Regions from separate parts of the Rattus norvegicus genome. Here region 2 is linked to region 1. Evidence: chromatin contacts called from public Hi-C data. All regions are on one chromosome and are shown on one strand. Each heading gives the region's core, a stretch centred on a gene start, on an enhancer-like site or on the middle of the called end of the contact. The rest is flanking DNA. Distances are from core to core; before and after follow the strand shown.

Region 1 (4,164 bases), core at 734-3,233:
TTCTCTCTCTCTCCTCACTCCTCTCTCCTCTCTCTCTCCTCTCTCTCTGGCTAGGAACACAGAATGAAACTGCCAATTAGCAAGTCTCCCATCATTTCCCGAGCTACTACTAACCAACGTTAGTAACATATCCAATCAATTTAAACTTGGGAGGTGACTACTTAGGAACCTTGGAAGACAGGTGTTTTGCACACAAAAAGAAAAGGCAGTGTTTAGAATTAGAAGGCAGTTTTTCATTATGTAGTATTAGTGCTATCTGTGAATTGGCTAAAAAACATCGGTTCCTTGTATGAAGGAAGAGAAAGGACATTAGCATTTCAGGGGCATGTTTGAACAGGAAACAGAAATTTGGGCCGGGGGGGCCTAAAGACCCACCAAAAGCCAATTCTGCTTTTTGTTGCTCACTTTAGTATATTTCACTCACACGTGCTAATATGAAACTTTCCAAGCAGCATAGTATTGCTGGAAAAGGGGAAATATTCTAGTTTTATTTTTGCTAAACAAAAGCATTTACAAAATGACCTCAAATTCCTATCATATATGATCCTATTACATTGGTACTGTAAGACATAAAAATCAACATTGATCTCTAATAAGGGGTTTCTTTAAATTGAATAAACACAACTTCGCTAAAAATGTAGCATCTTTTCCCTTACATTGGTTAATTTACAATTCCTGTTTAGCAATCTCTGCAAAGAAAGGCATACCCAACAAATACTCAGTTCTGGCTTTTTTTTTTTTTTTTTTTTTTTGTAGGGACGGAGGTGACTGTAGTAATGAGTAGCATTTGACATGGGAAATCCATCGCTGCCCAAGCAAGGTCACCTAATCCCGTGGATCTCCACTCCCCTTATCTATAAATGATAAGTTGAACTAGATGATCCATCCATTCCAGCATTCAAATAAAACATAGAAATCCATCATATGCCCAGAACTAAGTCAACATTTCAGCTTTTAATAAATCTATCATTATTTTATAATTTTATTAGGCAACTCACATTTATCAGTGGTGTTAAAACCAGGCAGGGAGCTAGATTGTTAAACGAATAAAATCCAAGGTGCACTAAACAGAAGCATGTGGGTAAAAGAGGAATTCGTTGTTCCAGGGCTTTAGAGTGAGGCTTCATAGATGTGACATTAGAGGAAGGGCATGGCAAGCAGAGCGAGTCGTCAGCAAAGCTAAACTGGAACCCGGGTTGGGGAAGGTGGGGGCGAGACCGTGAGAAGGAAGCGGGATCTGGAGGACTAAGCGCTGTCTGGATTTTTGCAGCAGAGAGCGGACCACAACTCATCCAGTCCGCCGCACTGCTGGGCGAAGCAAGCCCTGCAGAAAGGCTCTTGCAAAGCTTGGGGCCAGAAGTGTCTAGGTTAGCTAGGGCTGTAGCACTGCGTTGGAGAGGAGGGGCCTCCTTGCAAACGCGGGCGCGAGCACCACGAAAGCGCTGACTTATTTTCCCCAGAGTTGCAGCACTCCTGTCCTTGCTCCCACCATCATCACCCACTGTCACATCTCCCCGTCCAACCCTCTGGGGACCCAGAGAGTCATCGGAGCTCGAAGTCAGCTCTTTGTAGTGCGGACCATCCTTAGCCTGCACCACGGGGTCAGCTAAGGGCGCCGCGGAACCCCATCACCCTGCCACTGAGGAAGCCAGGACAGCCGGGTGCGCTGCGTCCCCGCGGCACGGCCATAAGTACGCAGGCGTGCCGGCCACAGCCAAAGCCGCTTCCGGGTCACGTGGCCAGACTTCCGGCCCTCGCCACGCCTTCCCTGTGGCCATTTGACCAATCGGCTTCTCGTTCTTGCCGGCAACTGTGCTGACTCTAGAGGCGGTTGGCGCCCCCTCGGCAGCTTGGCGCGCGTCCTCTGGTCCGCCTCTCAGCTCACCGCAGCCTGGGCTCCTCCTTCGTCCAGCCTCCAGGGCGGGATCTGTTGGCTCGCCCTACCCTCGCCGCCTAAGCCTGCCCTCCACCAGACGGGTCCCCTCCCCGCGGCACCACGGCTTCCCTTCAACAGCCTGGCGACGGGGGCTTCCCCTCAGCAGCTGCCGGCGCCTCAGTCTCCGCAGCCAGCCAAGCTCCGCCGCGTCCGCGGCCCGCAGCCGCCGTAAGTGTTGAAGAAGTCCGCTGAGGTGGCAGGGATGGAAAGAGGGAGAGATGGCCGGGGCGCGCCCCCCGTTGCCCCGTGAGCGCCCCGACGACCCCACCCCGAGTCCTCTTGGGGCGCCGCGCCCCAAAACTCACTTCTGGCGGCGGTAGCGCCCCGCTCTCCACTCTGCGGCGCGCCGGTGATACGGGGGACGGTCCTGGGTTCCACGGGGACCCCGCGGCACCTGTGGTTCGCTGATCGCCTCAAGTTTGACGGGGTGTTTTGGGGAGGGGCCGGGGTGGTGGCGACCGAGGACTTGGCGCCCCTGGCGGGCCAGCGGATGCCATTGTCTCTCTCCACTCCTTGCCGGTCACATCGCCCAGCTTTGGGCACTGATGGAGTGTGGTCCCGGGAGGAGGGGAGGCGTCCAAGACTGCGGGACCCCAGGGATGCTGGACCAGAGCCCACTCCAAGGCTGAGCTCATTGTTGTTTTTTGTTTTGTTTTTGTTTTAATACCAATCTGGAGAAATTGTTGTCCCAGGATTTGAGGCAAAATCAAAGCGAGGGAAAAGGAATACTTGTGCCACGGGTTTCGTCCCATGTTAGCACATCATTTGTTTTGAGGAAAATGCTTGGTTTCTTCGTTCTACAAAGTGTTAGGGCGGATACTAGACCCCGTTACAGATAGCCTAGAGCACACCCCTGTCATTAGCAAACCGTCTCTCCTGGTCGAGATTTAAGAAAACCGATCGGTTCCTTTCCCAAGTTCTGTTAACGGTCGGCGTTCAATGTCCAGTTGATGCTTTACTTGCCGTTCTCTTCGATGCCGCTGTCTTAAGGACTTACACGGGTAGCACTTTGCTCTCAATGAATTATATAGAGTGTTGTGTGGAGTAATAGCCAATTTTAACTTTATTAAAGTTAAATGGCTACGCCATAAATATCCGGATGTTTTCTTGGTGCCTTTTTGTTATATTGTGAGGTGGTTTTCCTGTCGAAATTTAGAGCCAATTTGATTTTATATTAGTTACGTAAATTCCTCCTCCGTGTGTTCATGTTTAAGGTAGTGTGGTGAATATTAAGAATTGTCCTTGAGAGGATCTTACTTGCACTGTCACTGTTAAAGGAACTTAAAAAGGTTAAAACAGAACACTTATCCGAATTTTACCTTCAAATTAGCTTTACAATACAGCCCATTTTTACCAGTTGAATTATAAAATACATGCCTTAGAAAACAGACTGACCAACAGACATGCAAATGCTAAGTAAATCCATACAAATTAGCTTCAATATAAAATATACTTGAATCCAGCATACATTCGAATGTGGTTTCTGTTTGTTTGTTTGTTTTAAAAGATGTATACTGTGTGATGTCTCAAAATGTTGTTTTAAATTAAATATCCTGTGTTTCAATATGGGTAACTTTTGGGTAAAGCTTTTTAAACTTCTATTCTCTTTTACAGACATTAACTCAGTTTTTGAGTGCTTATTTATGTTGTATTTTATAAAAGAGAAATGAAAACATAAAAAATCAGACTTTTGTCTTTAAAATGTACTGTGAAATATTTGACTAATATTCTGTTTTGTTTAAAATATGCTAGCATAAATTGAAGGGAGTGCTTGAAATTCCGCCTGGAACTAGAATAGCCTCAGGGTGAAAATAGTAGGTCTCCTCTTTCCTAGAAATGTACCTAAATCAGCTACCTGATGTCTGCATTTTCCTTTGATGCATGTAGAGTGGTGGAGTGTGGAACAGGTAGAAAATTGTTTCCTGAAATTATCAGAGTTTTTGTTCTTCAAAAAATTCACTCCAGCTTACCACCTGTTCTGCTTTTTACACACTCTCTTCTACACTTACCTACATACATATAGTAAGAAGATCTTTCCAAAAGAATTCCATGCTATTATAACCTCCATAGAAATGTTGATGGCTTATTGATCATTTGTCAGGGCGTTTACTGTGCCCCCCAAAGCGGCTCTGAAAATCATGTGCTCTTAACTGTTGCTCCGAGGTAATTGTATGTAATCTTGATTTTATTTATTTTAACAGATGCAGTTTATGTTGCTTTTTAGTCGT
Region 2 (3,583 bases), core at 620-3,119, 80 kb before region 1:
TTCCTATGACTGAAGACCGATATAATCTGTCTGTCTGTCTGTCTGTCTGTCTGTCTGTCTGTCTGTCTGTCAGTCTGTCAGTCTGTCTGCGTGCGTGCATGCATACGTGTGTGTGCGTGTGTGTGCGTGTGCGTGCGTGTGTGTGTGTTTCTGTCTCCTCTCCTCTCTGTCTCTTCTCTGTCTCCCTGTCTCTCCCAGTGTCTCTGTCTTGGTCTCTTTGTCTCTTTCTGTCTCTGCATCTCTGTCTCTGTCTATCTGTCTGTCTGTTTCTCTGTCTCTATGTCTCTGTCTGTCTCTCTGTCGGTCTCTGTGTCTCTGTGTTTCTCTGTCTGCCTCTGTCTCTGTCTCTCTCTGTCCCTGTGTCTCTGTCTCTATCTCTCTTTGTCTCTCTCTGTCTCTGTCTCTCTGTCTTTCTGTGTCTCTGTCTGTCTCTGGCTCTCTCTGTGTCTCTCTCTGTGTCTCTGTCTCTCTCTGTCTCTGTCTCTCTGTCTCCTCCCACCCCCATTTCTCACTGTATAGACCAGCTTAGTCTTGAACGTGCAATGATCCTCCTGCCTGTATCTCTCAGGCACTGGGATTACAGGTTGCAGGCTCCACATCCCATCAGGCCCAGGGAATATTTCTCTCTCATCAGTCCTTTGAATTATTGGTTCGTCAGTCCCTATCTCCAGTGGAATCCCTCCTCCATAAACACTGCTTTTATTCTTTAAAATAACATAAATTTCTCTCCACTCCCTGCATTGTTATCACTTGATCCAGAGAAATGATAAGACTACATGGAAGTCAATTTCAATGTCATTCTGCATCAAGAATAATCAGAAAATACCTCCCTCAGCCTGTAATTTTATACTATTTTAAGTGAATTTAAGAATATTAAAGGCTTCATTTTGTATTACTATATTAGCTCAGCACATTAAATATTATGCATATATTGTATAAAAGGCGAGAATAATAAACAGGAGAAAAGGAGCTGAATTTAAAAAAAAAACTCAGTGACTTTAACACGTATTTTAACTAAATGAATAATTCAAATCTGTCTCCTGGCACCAGAAAAAACATTCTAGAATATTTTTCAGAGATGCGTTTTGGTTATTTGATATTTCGTGACACAATAAGTCTTAGCAATATTCAAATGGTTCATTAAAAGTGAAGGATGACTAGCTCAGGGGCTTCCAGAAGCCCAGAAGAAAGACATGACTTAAGAAGAACATGTGCGGTTTCTCCCACAGTCAGATGTAAATATTTTAAAGTTATATTTGAAATGCCTGTGGTGTGCTATATTACAAATGAGGAAATGATGTGTGAAATTAAGTGAATTGCTGAGTGATCAACCAGTTTAAGTGTGTCAAATGGAATCGTCACCAAACTGGTAATATAGCGTTAATTACTCTGAAGAGAGCTGTCCTAGAATTCATAAACTTTCTAAACAATGCAGAAACAGGCAAAGCTATGTGGATCAACATTTGCTGCAGATATTTTCCCAAATATCATATCCAAGTGAATGTAAGAATAGGACCATAGGCAATCGAGGGCCGATTGTCTGATACTTTACAAACTACCCAGTTGGAATTTTTGGTTTTAGTGACAACATGGGTCATGTGCAGCAGTTATTATCATCACTGTCCTCAATTTTCACCCATTATCTGAAGATAGTGATTGATTCCTTCTTCTGAAGTGTATATGGATGAATTTGAATTTGAAACATGCCTGGGCTGACTCATAAAATAGATGGTGATAAATTGGAGATATGTTTTCATTTGAAAATGTGTGAGTTAGAATCAAGAGCCATATTTGCTAAATTACAGACACAGACAAACAATGAGTAAGATTCAGGAATAATTGTAGGGTATCCATGGTTACAAAAAAGCCTGGTCAACACCCATTGTTCTATTCATACCTTGGGAAACACGTCACCAGGTTTCTATAAATAGAGAATAAATTCATCCATTTCCATTCTAATCTTGTAAATCTCCAATTTTCTCCACAATAAAGGAAATAGACTCTTGAGAATAATGGGGGGAAACTTGTGAGAGTATAGAATGGGCCTTGTGTTTGAAGGAAGTGTCAACATGGTTTTTCAAAAGTAAGATAAAGGGGGAATAATGGGGCTCCCTAAAATCTCATGTGGATGACTTTTTGGGGGAAAAGTGACCCCCAAATCTGAACAATCTTAAGCTACTTCTTAGGATACACACTCAATTTTAGATACAAAGCAAAAGGAAGATTTTGGTTAAATACATGTCAGGAGTTTGTTTCTTCGTTTGTTTGTTTAGAAAGGCCGAAAAGAATGAGATACTAAGCCAAACCAGTTGGTTCAGAGCTGTCACCCCAGCAATTTGGGAGGCCAAGGCAGGGCAATGTCAAGTTCAGGGTGGGCTTGCCCTAGGCAACTTAGTTAAAACCTTGTCTCAAAATTAAAATTAAGAAAAAAATGAAATGTTTTTGTAAGAATTCAGAGTAAGCAAGAAAAAGTGAATTCAAAACGCCGAATTCCAGACACACCCTAGAAATCAGAGGCACCAGGTACCTGTGAAGGCTGTGCACTGTTAGAAACGGTGGAGTTCGTTCTGTTACTATGCTCCCAGAAGTGCTCAGCTCCCAGCCCCAGCACCTTCTCCTTCACAGTTCTGAAACCCCTGACAACCACTCATTGATTTTGAGTGGAGATTGGCAGTGAAGCATCCAGGCCCTGTGTGAGGAACCTGACACTGAGGCCCATCCCTTGACAGTCTCCCACGGATTTCACTAAACAAAGCTCTGCTGAAATCTTGTTCACAAATTGATTTCCAGAACCCAGGTATGTGTCAAACACATTGCATACATTATATCATTTAATGTTCGAACTGAACCCATTAGTATTCTATTGTTATCTCCAGTTACAGATAATGAAAGGATGGTTAGAATAGAGACAGAAGCTCCATTTTATCTTTAAGCTTAACAGGCAGAACTATATAGTAAGATGTGGTCTCAGAAGAAAAAAAATGTTGAATAAAACGTAATGTTTAAAGGAGGGGTCACAAGACCTGGGGAATACTTGGCAGTTAATGGCTGCTGAGGAAAGGACAGATGCTTTTCAATGATAAGTCACCCATGTTGCTGCTATAAATAACCTGACACTTGTGTTCCTTTAAAGGCAATGGCTCTCAATCTGTGGGTCATGGCCCCTTTGGCAAACTTCTAGCTCCAAAATTATTTGCATTATCATTCATAACAGTAGCAAAACTACAGTTTCTGAAGCAGCAATGAAAATAGTTTTATATTTGGGAGAGCACCACAACATGAGGAACTTTATTAAAGGGGCTGCAGCTTTTGGAAGGTTGAGAACCACTGCTCTGAACAATTCTAAGCTCAGTGGGTTAAGAAACAACAGCTAAAAGAGACACAGAAGTGGAAGGAAGAACTATTTGAGAAGGGGAAGGGGACCAATAAGAGTTGGAGAGGGACGAGACAGAAAAGTGGGAGGTATAAAAATTAATGCAGTATATTCCTGTCTGAAATTGTGAAAAAATAAACAAAAATCACTATGTATATCCTACCACCCCCACTCCCGTTCCTCCAATATTACTGTTAGCACACTCCTGAC

What was found. Hi-C and Micro-C count contacts between places; a contact is called where the count stands out from the background.
Region 2: a contact with region 1 is called in a Hi-C map of the A7r5 cell line, with 8 times the contacts expected there. The contact joins the enhancer-like site here to the promoter of Ap1s2 in region 1. A contact is called at or near these places in 3 of 12 Hi-C or Micro-C datasets (the A7r5 cell line, the Rat2 cell line and frontal cortex).

The regions. Positions count from the first base shown.
Region 1 is chrX:34,228,503-34,232,666 of GRCr8, reverse strand. It overlaps Ap1s2 (adaptor related protein complex 1 subunit sigma 2), which reads left to right and starts at 1,983. Exons shown (of 5, transcript NM_001127531.2): 1 at 1,983-2,104; 2 at 4,138-4,164. The coding sequence starts at 4,138.
Region 2 is chrX:34,308,542-34,312,124 of GRCr8, reverse strand. All of the region lies in intron 3 of LOC120099257 (a long non-coding RNA gene), which reads right to left. Among named protein-coding and RNA genes, the nearest start is that of Rnf138l1, 61 kb to the left of the region's middle. Within about 2 kb of position 1,869, at least 1 of the 93 cell types and tissues checked has an H3K27ac peak or open chromatin away from gene starts, as enhancers often do. A contact at or near this core is called in the A7r5 cell line, where this site is marked.